4 separate regions of the Rattus norvegicus genome follow, and regions 2, 3 and 4 are each linked to region 1. Evidence: chromatin contacts called from public Hi-C data. All regions are on one chromosome and are shown on one strand. Each heading gives the region's core, a stretch centred on a gene start, on an enhancer-like site or on the middle of the called end of the contact. The rest is flanking DNA. Distances are from core to core; before and after follow the strand shown. Region 1 holds the start of Foxo3 (forkhead box O3). Region 2 has its middle 16 kb from the start of Cep57l1. Region 3 overlaps Armc2 (armadillo repeat containing 2). Region 4 holds the start of Armc2 (armadillo repeat containing 2).

Evidence for each region. A called contact is a pair of places that touch in the nucleus more often than the background predicts.
Region 2: a Hi-C map of liver shows a contact between it and region 1, with 4 times the contacts expected there. The contact joins the enhancer-like site here to the promoter of Foxo3 in region 1. A contact is called at or near these places in 9 of 12 Hi-C or Micro-C datasets (the A7r5 cell line, the Rat2 cell line, frontal cortex and 5 more) and 1 of 1 datasets of contacts at active chromatin or transcription factors (oligodendrocytes).
Region 3: a Hi-C map of kidney shows a contact between it and region 1, with 4 times the contacts expected there. The contact joins the enhancer-like site here to the promoter of Foxo3 in region 1. A contact is called at or near these places in 9 of 12 Hi-C or Micro-C datasets (the A7r5 cell line, the Rat2 cell line, Schwann cells and 5 more) and 1 of 1 datasets of contacts at active chromatin or transcription factors (oligodendrocytes).
Region 4: a Hi-C map of prefrontal cortex shows a contact between it and region 1, with 1.8 times the contacts expected there. The contact joins the promoter of Armc2 here to the promoter of Foxo3 in region 1. A contact is called at or near these places in 10 of 12 Hi-C or Micro-C datasets (the A7r5 cell line, the Rat2 cell line, Schwann cells and 6 more) and 1 of 1 datasets of contacts at active chromatin or transcription factors (oligodendrocytes).

What each region holds. Positions count from the first base shown.
Region 1 is chr20:47,345,456-47,348,190 of GRCr8, reverse strand. Foxo3 (forkhead box O3) reads left to right here and starts at 1,346. Exons shown (of 4, transcript NM_001106395.1): 1 at 1,346-1,562; 2 at 2,543-2,735. The coding sequence starts at 2,655.
Region 2 is chr20:46,891,324-46,894,058 of GRCr8, reverse strand. It overlaps a transcript of Sesn1 not described here. Among named protein-coding and RNA genes, the nearest start is that of Cep57l1, 16 kb to the right of the region's middle. Within about 2 kb of position 1,403, at least 15 of the 93 cell types and tissues checked have an H3K27ac peak or open chromatin away from gene starts, as enhancers often do. A contact at or near this core is called in hepatocytes and liver, where this site is marked.
Region 3 is chr20:47,046,150-47,048,884 of GRCr8, reverse strand. Armc2 (armadillo repeat containing 2) reads left to right here. Exons shown (of 18, transcript XM_574794.5): 6 at 1,897-1,973. Among named protein-coding and RNA genes, the nearest start is that of Armc2, 36 kb to the left of the region's middle. Within about 2 kb of position 1,319, at least 4 of the 93 cell types and tissues checked have an H3K27ac peak or open chromatin away from gene starts, as enhancers often do. A contact at or near this core is called in kidney, where this site is marked.
Region 4 is chr20:47,082,483-47,085,217 of GRCr8, reverse strand. It overlaps Armc2 (armadillo repeat containing 2), which reads left to right and starts at 1,330. Exons shown (of 18, transcript XM_574794.5): 1 at 1,330-1,426. The coding sequence starts at 1,345. It overlaps LOC103694446 (a long non-coding RNA gene), which reads right to left and starts at 1,264. Exons shown (of 2, transcript XR_597445.4): 1 at 1-1,264.

The DNA of each region.
Region 1 (2,735 bases), core at 97-2,596:
AGCGTGGCCGCCCAGGTCCGCTCCCTACCTCCTTTCCCTCCTCCCCGCACAGTCCTCCTCTAGTCCTCCGGTCACCTGCGCGCCGAAGGCTGCGTCCCGGAGCGCCTTCGCTCTCCCTCCCCTCTGTCCTTCCAATTTTACTCGATTGTTTATTATTTGCTGGGGGCGGGGGCGAAGGGGAGAGAGAGGGGCGTCTGGAGCCCGGAGACTAGCGGCGGCGGCCAGTCAGCGCTCGGCGTGGCTTGACGAGGAAGCCGCGCAGCGAATGGCGACGCGGCGCAGGGCTCCGGGGTCACGCGCGTGTAGAGACAATGACATCATCTGTTTGTACCCGTCGAACTAGCTTGGTGCAGGGGCGGGGCCCCACGTCACTTGAGTGACGGGCCGCGCGTAAAGCCTGGAGGCCGGAGTTTCGGGGTGGGCGGCCCCTGCAGGCTCTTCTAGGCTGACTGTTTTGGGGTATAGGGTTGTCGCGGAGCCCAGACTTTAGCTGCAGTGACTGAGAGGGTTTTGTTTTGAAAGATACCTATGAATCAAAATGGGGAGATTTTTGGTTATGCATGTCGCATGTGGCGCAGGAAAGCACACCCGTACGGCCTAGTGGCACGGATCCTGGGGTAAGGGAATGTGAAGGCGCCAGTTGAAGTCTAAAGACTTGAAAAAGTCAAGCACGTAGCCGGCTGCTTTATCCTAAGAAAACTGTTGCCCGCTTCCAGTTAGGTATCTGCTGCTTCTGCGTTTAGACTGGGGCGCACTGCACTTTTCCTCCTGAGCTACGCTTTTCCGGTTTGCCTTCAAATCCGTGAAAAAGCGAAGCACGACTGTCGCTGGGCGTCCCAGGTGAGGGTCCAGTCCACACCTTTTGGTGCCTGATGAAAGGCACCGCTATCTTCGCCGGCCAGTGTTTCCACGCCAAGGTAACCCCTGTCACCTGCGGCTGGCGTCTTATCTCGGGTGTTACCTGGTGTCAGGTTCTAATGAGGAACCCAATACTGGGGCGGGCTCCGACCCCACGCACCCACGGGCAGGCCGGGGACCCAAGAGGCAAACGCAGGGCCCGAGGCAGAGAGGGCGCGCGGCGGCGCCCAGCGGTGTGCTCCGACTTGGCCTCCCGTCCCGGGCCAGCGTGGGCTGCTGCGATTCCAGAGTGTGTGACCCGGGCACCGAGGGCTGCCGGAGCCCGGCCGAGTCCCGACCCGCGCGCCCGACCCCCACTCCCGCAGCCCCGCGCAGGCGCGAGTGCGCACACACGCGCACTCCCACACGCACGCACAGCAGCACTCCCGGCCCCCGCCCCAGCCCTCCCCCTGGGCGGGGACCCGCCCCGCCGTCAGCCTAGGTTGAGGCTCCCTGCGAGTGTCTATAACTTTGTGCTGCTGCCGCGGCCGCCCTGCTCGTGGAAGGGAGGAGGAGGAATGTGGAAGGCGGCGGCGCAGCACAGGCTGACAGGCGGTTCCTCCGGCGGGCTGCGGCGGCGGCCCGAGCGTCCCCTCGTCGCGGTGCCCTGGGCTCGCGCGGAATCGTACGCCCTCCCGCCTCGTCCCTGAAGGGAAGGAGCCGAGGTAGGCGCTGGAGCTGTGCAGCGGGGCGGCCGCCTTTCCAGTGACTCCGGATCTGTTTCCGAGCTGGGCCAGGCGCTTCCCTTTCCCTCCCCGTGACTCGGTGTGCTCTCCCCCTTCTCTCCCGCTAGTGTCTTTAAAGGACTTGAGGGAAGGGGGGAACTGTCAAGATGGCAGCAGCGGGAGCAAGGAGGTGATGAACGTGCTGGTCCGGGTTTTCTTGCAGTCCGAGAGATTTGGCGCTTCCCGACCTGTTGGAAGATTTATGTTCCCACTTGCTTCCTCCTTCCCGTTTCTGACCTGGAAGGGGGCGGAGGGCCCCACGTCCCCGCGAAAATACACCTCAGATCTTCTTAGCGGGTCCTGCGGGGTCGGTCCTCTCTCGTTGGAAGTCACCCTGGCAGGTCTGCACCCAGACCCCACGCTCGCCCTGCTGGTCCGCGGGTGGAGAGGAAAAGACGGGAGTTGCCTGCGCCAGCCCTAGGGGGCCACTGGTCTGGGAGGGGTGTGCAGCGGGGGGAGGAGGAGGCTCGCAGGGCCGGGGAACCGGAGAAGAGCCCAGGACTCTGCTGACTTCGGCTGCGCCTCCGCGGGAGGCACTTGAGCGGGCGGGAGCCAAACGTAAACAAACGCACGCACGCCCTCCGACCACTGCTGTGCTGTTGGGGTCGGGAGGCCGCCCACTCTCTCAGGCGCGCGGCCACCCTTCCCCCGGGGCACCCCTCCCCCCTCCGCCCCGCCACCCAGCCCGGGAGAGACCTGCCGTTCTGGCGACGGCAGCGGGGGAGGGGGCTGCCCCGCGCGCGGCCGTCGATTCGCTCGCGTCTCCGGGGCGGCCTGTCCAGGGGGCGGCGTCTGCTGCGCCAGGTTCGCGGGACGCACGTCCCCAGGTCTATCCGTTCTAGGTGGCGGCCGCGGGCGAGGAGTCTCCGTGGACTAGGCTCCTGCACGGGATAACCAACTCTCTCTTCGCGCTTCCCTAGGTAGCTGGAGCTCGAGCCTTCGCGGCGCCCTGTCCCTCCCCCGCCGCACCCAGCCTGGGCGCGAGAGGAGAGAGCAAGAGCCCAAGCCGCGGGCGGCGGGCAGGCAGCGAAGATGGCAGAGGCACCAGCCTCCCCGGTCCCGCTCTCTCCGCTCGAAGTGGAGCTGGACCCAGAGTTCGAGCCACAGAGTCGG
Region 2 (2,735 bases), core at 154-2,653, 450 kb after region 1:
AAAAAAAAAAAAAGCCCAGCACTAAAGGAGGGCAGAAGAGAGGAGTGTGATACACTTAAGGCCAGCTTGTCTATGAAGTGAATTCCAGACATACTGGACACCAAATCAAACAAGCAAGCAAGCAACCCCGAAAGGCATTTTGCAGATTTGTGTCCCTCCACACCTGGACAGTGTCTCCCTCCTTTAGGACACTGGAGTCCAAGGGAAGCTTCTGAGACCTTCCAATTTCTCTGACACACTCGGAAAGTCAGTCTAGGTTGGCAGCGAGGAGTGCACACACATATGTCTCTAGTACTTGGAGATGATCATCAAACCGTACAGCTCACTGAAACGCTACGATTCTGCTTATAAAATGCCTTGAAGGTAGTACATGATAAGCACTCAGTGAAAATTGTGTGTGTGTGTGTGTGTGTGTGTTTATGTCTGTGAGTGTGTATGTCCGTGAGTGTGTGTGTAGATGTGTGTGTATGTGTGTATTTGGAGTGGGGGAGATGTTGGGGTGTAGTTCAGTATTAGAACCCTTGCATTTATGAGGCCCTGGGCTGAATCCCTAGTGTAAACATACACACACACACACACACACACACACACACACACACACACACGCTCACAACTTTCTGTAACTCTAATTCCAGGAGATCTGCTGCCCTCTTCTGCCCTCCTCAGGTACCAGGGATGCTTGTGGTGTACACACATTCATACAGGCAAACACTCATACACACAAATCAATCTTAAGAAACAACCACCTGGGCTGGAGAGATGGCTCAGTGGTTAAGAGCACTTACTGCTCTTCCAGAGGCCCTGAGTTCAATTCCCAGCAACCACATGTTGGCTCACAACCATCTGTAATGAGATCCAATGCCCTCTTCTGATGTGTCTGAAGACAGCTACAGTGTACTTATATATAATAAATAAATCTTAAAAAACCCCAACTATGATTGTACTCAAATATGCTATAGATAAAACACTTTATCGGCAGCTACAGTGCTAATAACATACTATCATACAATTTTAACTCTTAGTCACAATCTTGGTTTATTTTTATTGTTTTCCTTTAACTCACTGAAAACGAGAACATTTTCTACTTAAAAACAAACAAACAAACAAAAAACCCTCTTAGTGCCAGAATAGTGTCAGACACAAAAAAGGATTTTTAAGAACTTTTAAGTATCTTTAAAAGCTACTCATGCGATGACTGGATGAAGGGGGTGATGCTGCAGGGCTCAGAGAAATCCAACATCCCCACTGCTAAGTTCTCGAGGACAGGAAGACAGGCAGGCACCCTCCAGTGTCCTTACCCCGGTCAATACAAGCATTGCATCTGACAGGCCACAGTAAGGCAGCAGCATGCCTCAGGAGGTCACACGCTTGCTGCCAAGCCTGCCAACCTGCGCTTCACCTCTGTGACCACAGGACGGAGACAGCTGGCTCCTGCCAAGTGTCTTCTGACTCCCACATGTGGGCCATGGCATAAGAGCATACGCACGCTCACACATACAGTAAATAGATGACTTTTTAAAGTTCTTGTTAAAAAGTAGATTATTATTTACTCAACATTTGAATCTTTGTAAGTTTCCTTACTTTCCGAACTCAAAGACGCCATCAAAGACGATTGCAGATGGAATTAGCAAATGTTTGTCTTTTATTTTATCTTATTTTTATTTTAGACATTGTCTTCCTGGCCTGGAGCTCAGTATGTAAATCAGGCTGGCCCCCATTTTACAGTCATCTGCCTGCTTTAGCCATTCAGACTCTGAGGTTACAGGCATACACCAGGACACCCAGTTTAGCACCTCTCTATCTGAGTAATTACTACTATGAATAATGAAAGTATACTTAGTAATAACTCATTTCTTAGTACAAAGGCCAAACAAACTTCTAATTTGGATTCAAACTTTTTTTCTAGAAAATGAAGTTTTCTGTGTTAGATTGAAAAGGAAACAAAAGGGCTAGCTGAACCAACAGACTCGACCAGCCATGTACGATGTGCTAGACTTCAGTGAAGGTTGATACACTGTGGTCCTTCTCTGCACACATACACAGCTTTCCATCCACACACTCTCTAGATTACAAATGGTAGTTATACTGTATTGTCTGGGAAATGACAAGAGTGCATGTGTTTAGGACAGACACAGATTCCCCCTCACCAAATGATTGCTTTTTGTTTTTTAAAACACAGTCTCATGAAGCCCCAGCTAGCTTCAAGTCACAAGTAGCCAAGAAGACCAAGTCTAGTTCTCCTTCCCATGCCTTCCAAGGATGGGAGTACAGGTATACCCTGCCAAGCCATGCATGTCAAGCAAACACTACCAGCCACCCCAGCCCGGCCCCAGACCAGTCCCAGCCCGGCCCCAGCCCTGAGTACCTTTGATGGTCTGGTAGTTAACCATGTTGATATGGAACCGGACCCGAAGGGAAAAGCAGGTTTGGAAACAGAATAAATGCAATGTGCTGACAGTTGTGACGTGTAGCACAGCTCAGAGACTGTACTTTTCTCTGACATGGTCTTTTGCCAACACCATCACTCCTTTCATCCTGCAATGGACTTTTAGTGTACATACCATGGATATCAAAACTCTGAATACTAACTGCTATGTGAAAGTTAATAAACTGTCAGTTACGAGTCCGAAACTAGTCTGTGCTGACTGGTACAAGTGTAGTAGAACTCAGGTTGAGAGCTGGTGCAGGTAATGTCAGTGCTTGGTGGCAGAGGCAGAGGTGGCAGGAGGATCAAG
Region 3 (2,735 bases), core at 70-2,569, 300 kb after region 1:
TGTGTGTGTGTGTGTGTGTGTGTGTGTGTGTTAGGGTTGGCTAGAAGTGTGGATGAAGGTTTGTTTACAGGAGTCTGGGTACCTTACCAGTTGCTACAACATAGAAGACAATTCCTCTCCCATCAACCATTAACTGTGTGAATCCTCTGGGGAGCGGCAGGGCGGAGGCTTGGTTTTGTAAGACAGGGTCTCATGTAAGTTTTTGTTGTTGTTTTGGTCTTTCAAGACAGGGTTTCTCTGTGTAGCCCTGGCTGTCCTAGGACTCACTTTATAGACCAGGCTGGCCTTGAACTCAGAGATCCTCCTGCCTCTGCCTCCCAAGTGCTTGTATGTAAGTCTTGAAGTCTTGCTTTGACAGTCTCTCCATGGATTGAGTCCTTTATTTCTGTCTTTGAGGCAATCCATCCTCATATTCTTTGTCTTATTGGATAGGAGCACCTTGCTCCAAAACTTCTGTTGTTTCAGAGAATTAGAGTCTTAATAAAAAAAAAAAAAAAAAAAAAAAAAAAAAAAGACCCTCTCAGGCTGGACAGGTGGCTCAGTGGTTAAGAGTAATGACTGCTCTTCCAGAGGTCCTGAGTTCAATTCCCAGCAAGCACATGGTGGTTCACAGCCATCTGTACTGAGATCTGGGGGTCATCTTCTGGTGTGTCTGAAGACAGCTACAGTGTACTTATATGTAATAAGTAAATAAATCTTTAAAAAAAACAAAAGGCCCTATCAACTTTCCCTATTTTATGACCAAAAAAAAACAAAAAACAAAAATATATTGACAGAAAAAAAAATATTGAAAGTTATGTGATGAGGCTAAAGTCCAGGGGGAAAGGCAAGGCAAGGCCAGGCCAGGCCAAGCTCTGAGGTGGGACTGTGAGCTTCGCTAGTGGGCGAGCCCAAGAGCTTACTGATGTCCATGGCCACACACAGATGCAGTGAAGCAAATTAGTTTGCCAGGTGGTGGCACACGCCTTTAATCCCAGCACTCAGGAGGCAGAGGCAGGTGGATCCCGTGAGTTGAAGGCCAGCCTGGTATACAGAGTGAGTTCCAGGCCAATCTGGGCTACAGAGTGAGTTCCAGGATAGTCAGGGCTACACAGAGAAACCCCATCTGAAAAAAACCAAAAGAATAATAACTTATTATTATTTACTATTATTTATATTATTACTGTTGTTAATATTATTACAAGTGTGTGGGACCATCAAAAAGAAATTGTGTCAAACTTGCCATCCTAGGATTTTATACAGATATTTAAAGGGCAAGACCTTCAAGTCAGCTATAATTGGGAAAAGCAGCAGCCAGGTAACAGAGTCAAGCACCCCATAACCAGCCAGGCCTACTCTTATGCTTCTCATCTAGGGACTGGCTAAATATACTGCTTTATTTTTAACAGTTGAAATATTTCTAAGAGTATTTTTAGAGACTATTAATTGAATGGAGTTTTAAAGTGGGAATGGGACGTTCTGTGGTGCAGTGGGAAGGACAGTGGGTTGAAAACCCTGAGCTCGCATTCCAGAGCTGACCCTGCTCATGTGACCTTGGGGCAGAGCAAGCGAGCTTTTCTCGGGTTGTTTTTCCTACTGGTTCTTGTTGTAGCAGCGCCCTCTTGTGGTCCATATCTTTAACTACCACCACCACCACCATCACCACCACCTCACCCACAAGTCAATTTTGGATTTATTTTTTGGGTCTCTCTAGTGTCATATTTCATACTGTTAAGCCAGTAGAGTTGTGTTCTCACAGACAAATCTTAGTTAGAAGGCAAAGGCAGGTTAGAGCAGACAACTGGACACCAAACTCTTAAACTATTCTCTGCGGTTTCTTCCAAAGCCCGACGGGAACAAATTGCAGTTATAAAAATGAAAATACCTTTGTGTCTCATTCCTTCTACTTCCTCCTAGGGATCCTGGGAAACGGCGTGCCAGGGCCTCCTCGTGTCCTAGCAGCTCAGACCTGAGCAGACAGGAAACCAGAACAGGTGAGTGTGCTCCTTGGCCTTCTGCATTCTTCGGATCCTCATGCTGTAAAGCCAGCGTTACTTGTTTTTCAAAGACAATGTTACTTGGAAGTCAGGGGTCGAGTCAAGGCGAGTCTAGAGTGCCAGGCTGCTGTGTCCTTATTGACAATTCTCTGTTTAACAACTCTGGGAACTGGATCCAGCTTGCTCAGAAACCAACATTCGTTTTCTAAGTTTTCATTTTTTTTATATATATTTTTTTATTATTATTAACTTGAGTATTTCTTATATACATTTCGAATGTTATTCCCTTTCCCGGTTTCCGGGCAAACATCCCCCTCCCCCCTAAGTTTTCATTTTTCACTGCAGTCTTAACCAGTCCCCAATTCTGATACCTTTGACGTGGACAGAAACTCACAGAAATTATAACTTGAAAGTTTCTGGGGGCAGGGGGCAGACTTGGTATCAGTGTAATTCGAAACTAAAGTTCAAAATCATTGCTCGCGTAAATGAAAATATAATACTATATTATGAAAGCCCTTTAGGGACTTTACTATGCCCGGGGAAATATACAATAATACAGACCAATGACTAGAAATGGTGCAAAGTAAGGCAAAGAAAAGGGAGCCAATGGGCGTTTGTAGCGAGTTAATACAAGCAGCAAATGAAACTTTGAGTTGCAGCAACAAGAGTTAGGGATCTCTGTGTCACACCTGGGAAAAACAAACATGCTGTCACCTCCATTTCAAAGGCTGGTGACCCTGGTGGGAGGGATCGAGACAA
Region 4 (2,735 bases), core at 81-2,580, 260 kb after region 1:
ACGTGTATTTTATCACATCTCAGAAAGTATGAGATCGAAATACTAGTGTGGTTTCTATGCAACAGGCAATGTCCTTTTGCACAACTAAGTCTCGTGACTAGTAAGTCACGGGACTTCATGGGCTAGATCCTGTTCCCAGTGGAAAAAAATATCTTCATCAACGATTGAGTTTCCTTTGTCTGTAATGTGGGAAATCTTGTTAAGCACTTGGAAAACCTTTCTCTCTCTATGTTCCAGGTGCCGTTTCTCATCCAATGTGCAAATCGGTGCAAAATAGATACAATTTAATTATTCTTTACAAGACACTTGGCACCACGGGATGTGGCATTTTTCCAGTGTTGACAACACTTGCTCTGATAATCCCTGTATTTATATACCGTAGTGTAAATCTAGAGCTTGTATTTCCCAAGTGTTACCCAATGATCCAGTGTAGGAGCAAACAGAATTTGAACTAGAAACACATACAAAGAAATACATAGAAATACATTCCCCCATTGGGCTTTAGTGATACAGTGAGAACACACAGCGACTAGCCATAGCAACCGGAGACTTAAATCGCTCCTACCTGATTTGACCTTGGGTCTCTAGTTGCTCTGTTGTGGGCTCGCTCTACAAACTGTTGAGCGCTGCCCCAAGGCAAGGAGTTAATAATATCCAAGAGGTTAGCATTCATTGCTACATTCATAGCCCTTAACATTTATTTTTGCTACAACCCAAGACTCAGCTACTCACACACAGGGTAACCCCCTCTTCCTTATGCATAACGGATGAGATGCTAAGGAACCGGTTCCAGGCGGAGGCTGACATCCACAATCAGTAACCGACTCTTTCCCAAAACACTTAGTTGTTCCTCTGCCTGTTGTTTAACAGAATCTAGGAGATCCCACGGGGAGAAGCTAACGCAAAAGAAGACTCCCCTCCACCGACCCTTGCCTTTCCTCGGTGCGTACGCTCCTGCCTGCGCTCCTCACCGGCCTTCGTCACGCCTAGACGCTGCTACGCGTGCGTGGTTGGCGGGATCGGCGCAGGCTCAGTGGCGGAGAGTGGAGCAGGGTCGCCCCGCCCCGCCCCTCCTCCTGCTCCCTGCATCCGGGCCAGAGCGGGAAAGCAGTCTGCTCTCTGCCGGGCTCTGAGTGTCTAGCGCTAGTCACAGACGTTTTGAGTGAGCCCGGAGTCCCCTTACCCAGCACCTACTCCAGCTCACTTCGCATCGCTCCGCGGCGCCCCGGATCTGGAGGCTGACCGCCCGACCTGCAGCGAAAGGTGGTTTGTGTACGGTTACCATGGAGACGTTAGCCAGCAGGGCCAAGGCAGTGCGCGGGAGGGCGGGAGGGCAAGGTGAGGATGCTGAGGCGCTCTGCCCTGACCTGGACCGGTGGAGAAGCCGGCTTTGCGGGGAGTGGGAGAGCAGCTGTGCGCGCGGGAGGTGAGGAGTCCCCTGCAGGTTCACCAGGGACCCCTCCTGCAGTTGTTTTCTTCTCTGTCCCCGGACAGGGTCGAGCGGTACTGCTGCAGACTCTGGGGTTCGCACAGGTGTCAGCTTCTGTAACAGCGAGCCTTTAGTCTGGTATTTATCAGGAGCTCAGTAACACTGGTTGAATGAGAGACTGGTAGACTAAGGGACTTTGTGGAGGCGGGCGACCTAGCGCCAAGGTCACACAGAACAAACTAGGATTTTCCTAGGTAACAAACGAGTCCTCAATAAAGTGTATGTGGAACAATATTAATTCACCGTATTGTACAGAATGCCTCTTATGACCCACGTCGTGAGTATTACAGTAGTTTCTTCTGTCCTGACATTATAGTCTTTTCATTTGGTAGAAAATAAGTCACACTATTTGTATCCCATTCTTGTGAATCCCTAAGGTTCTGAGTAATAGTGTGCGTAGATTGGGGATAACTGACATCCAGATAAAAAACGCTGTGTTTTTTTTTTTAATCAAGGATAGCATTCTCTAGTTGAAAATTTTACATTTATGGTATACATGAAAACATTGAACAAATATTGTCTTTAGTGATTTCTCTTGTTGGTCCATATTTTCATTCATAGGAAGATCTTTCTCTATCACCCAACACTTGGACAGTAATTCTTAGTACTTTAAGGGCTAGCATTTTGTGCTAGGACATTTGGACCATTTCGTGCAAGGCTGAAAACTGCCCTAAGAGTCAGTCATTGTGGGGTTGGAGATTTAACTCAGTGGTAAGGCCCTGGGTTCGGTCCCCAGTTCCAGAAAAAAAGAAAAAAAAAAAAAGAGTCAGTCTTTGTCCATACTTTTTACACAAGAGAACACATGCATAGGGATGTCCAATGGCCTTCAAGGTCACAGAGCTGCAGCTCCTCAGGGGACTTAACACTTGCTCTGAGCACTTTCCTTGCAACTGTTTGTATGCTCATTTAACCCCAGAGTAATTCGGTCACAGAAAGGGTTCTGAGTGCTTGGTTTGCTGGGAAAAGTGTGCACCTGCAGACCCTGATGTTGGCAATGTTGACGGGCAATGTTGTCTTTACCATAAAAGAGGTAGCTCGTGGCTGTTGGTAGCAGCAGTAAAGACAGAGGTTTTTTTTAAAGATGTATTTATTCTCGTTTTATGTGTGTGAATGTTTGCCTGTACAGTGTGCACATAACGCCCTCTGAGGCCAGAGGAAAAACACATGAAAATAACACATGGGGCTGGAGAGGTGGCTCAGTGGTTAAGAGCACTGGCTGCTTTTCCAGAGGTCCAGGGTTTGATTC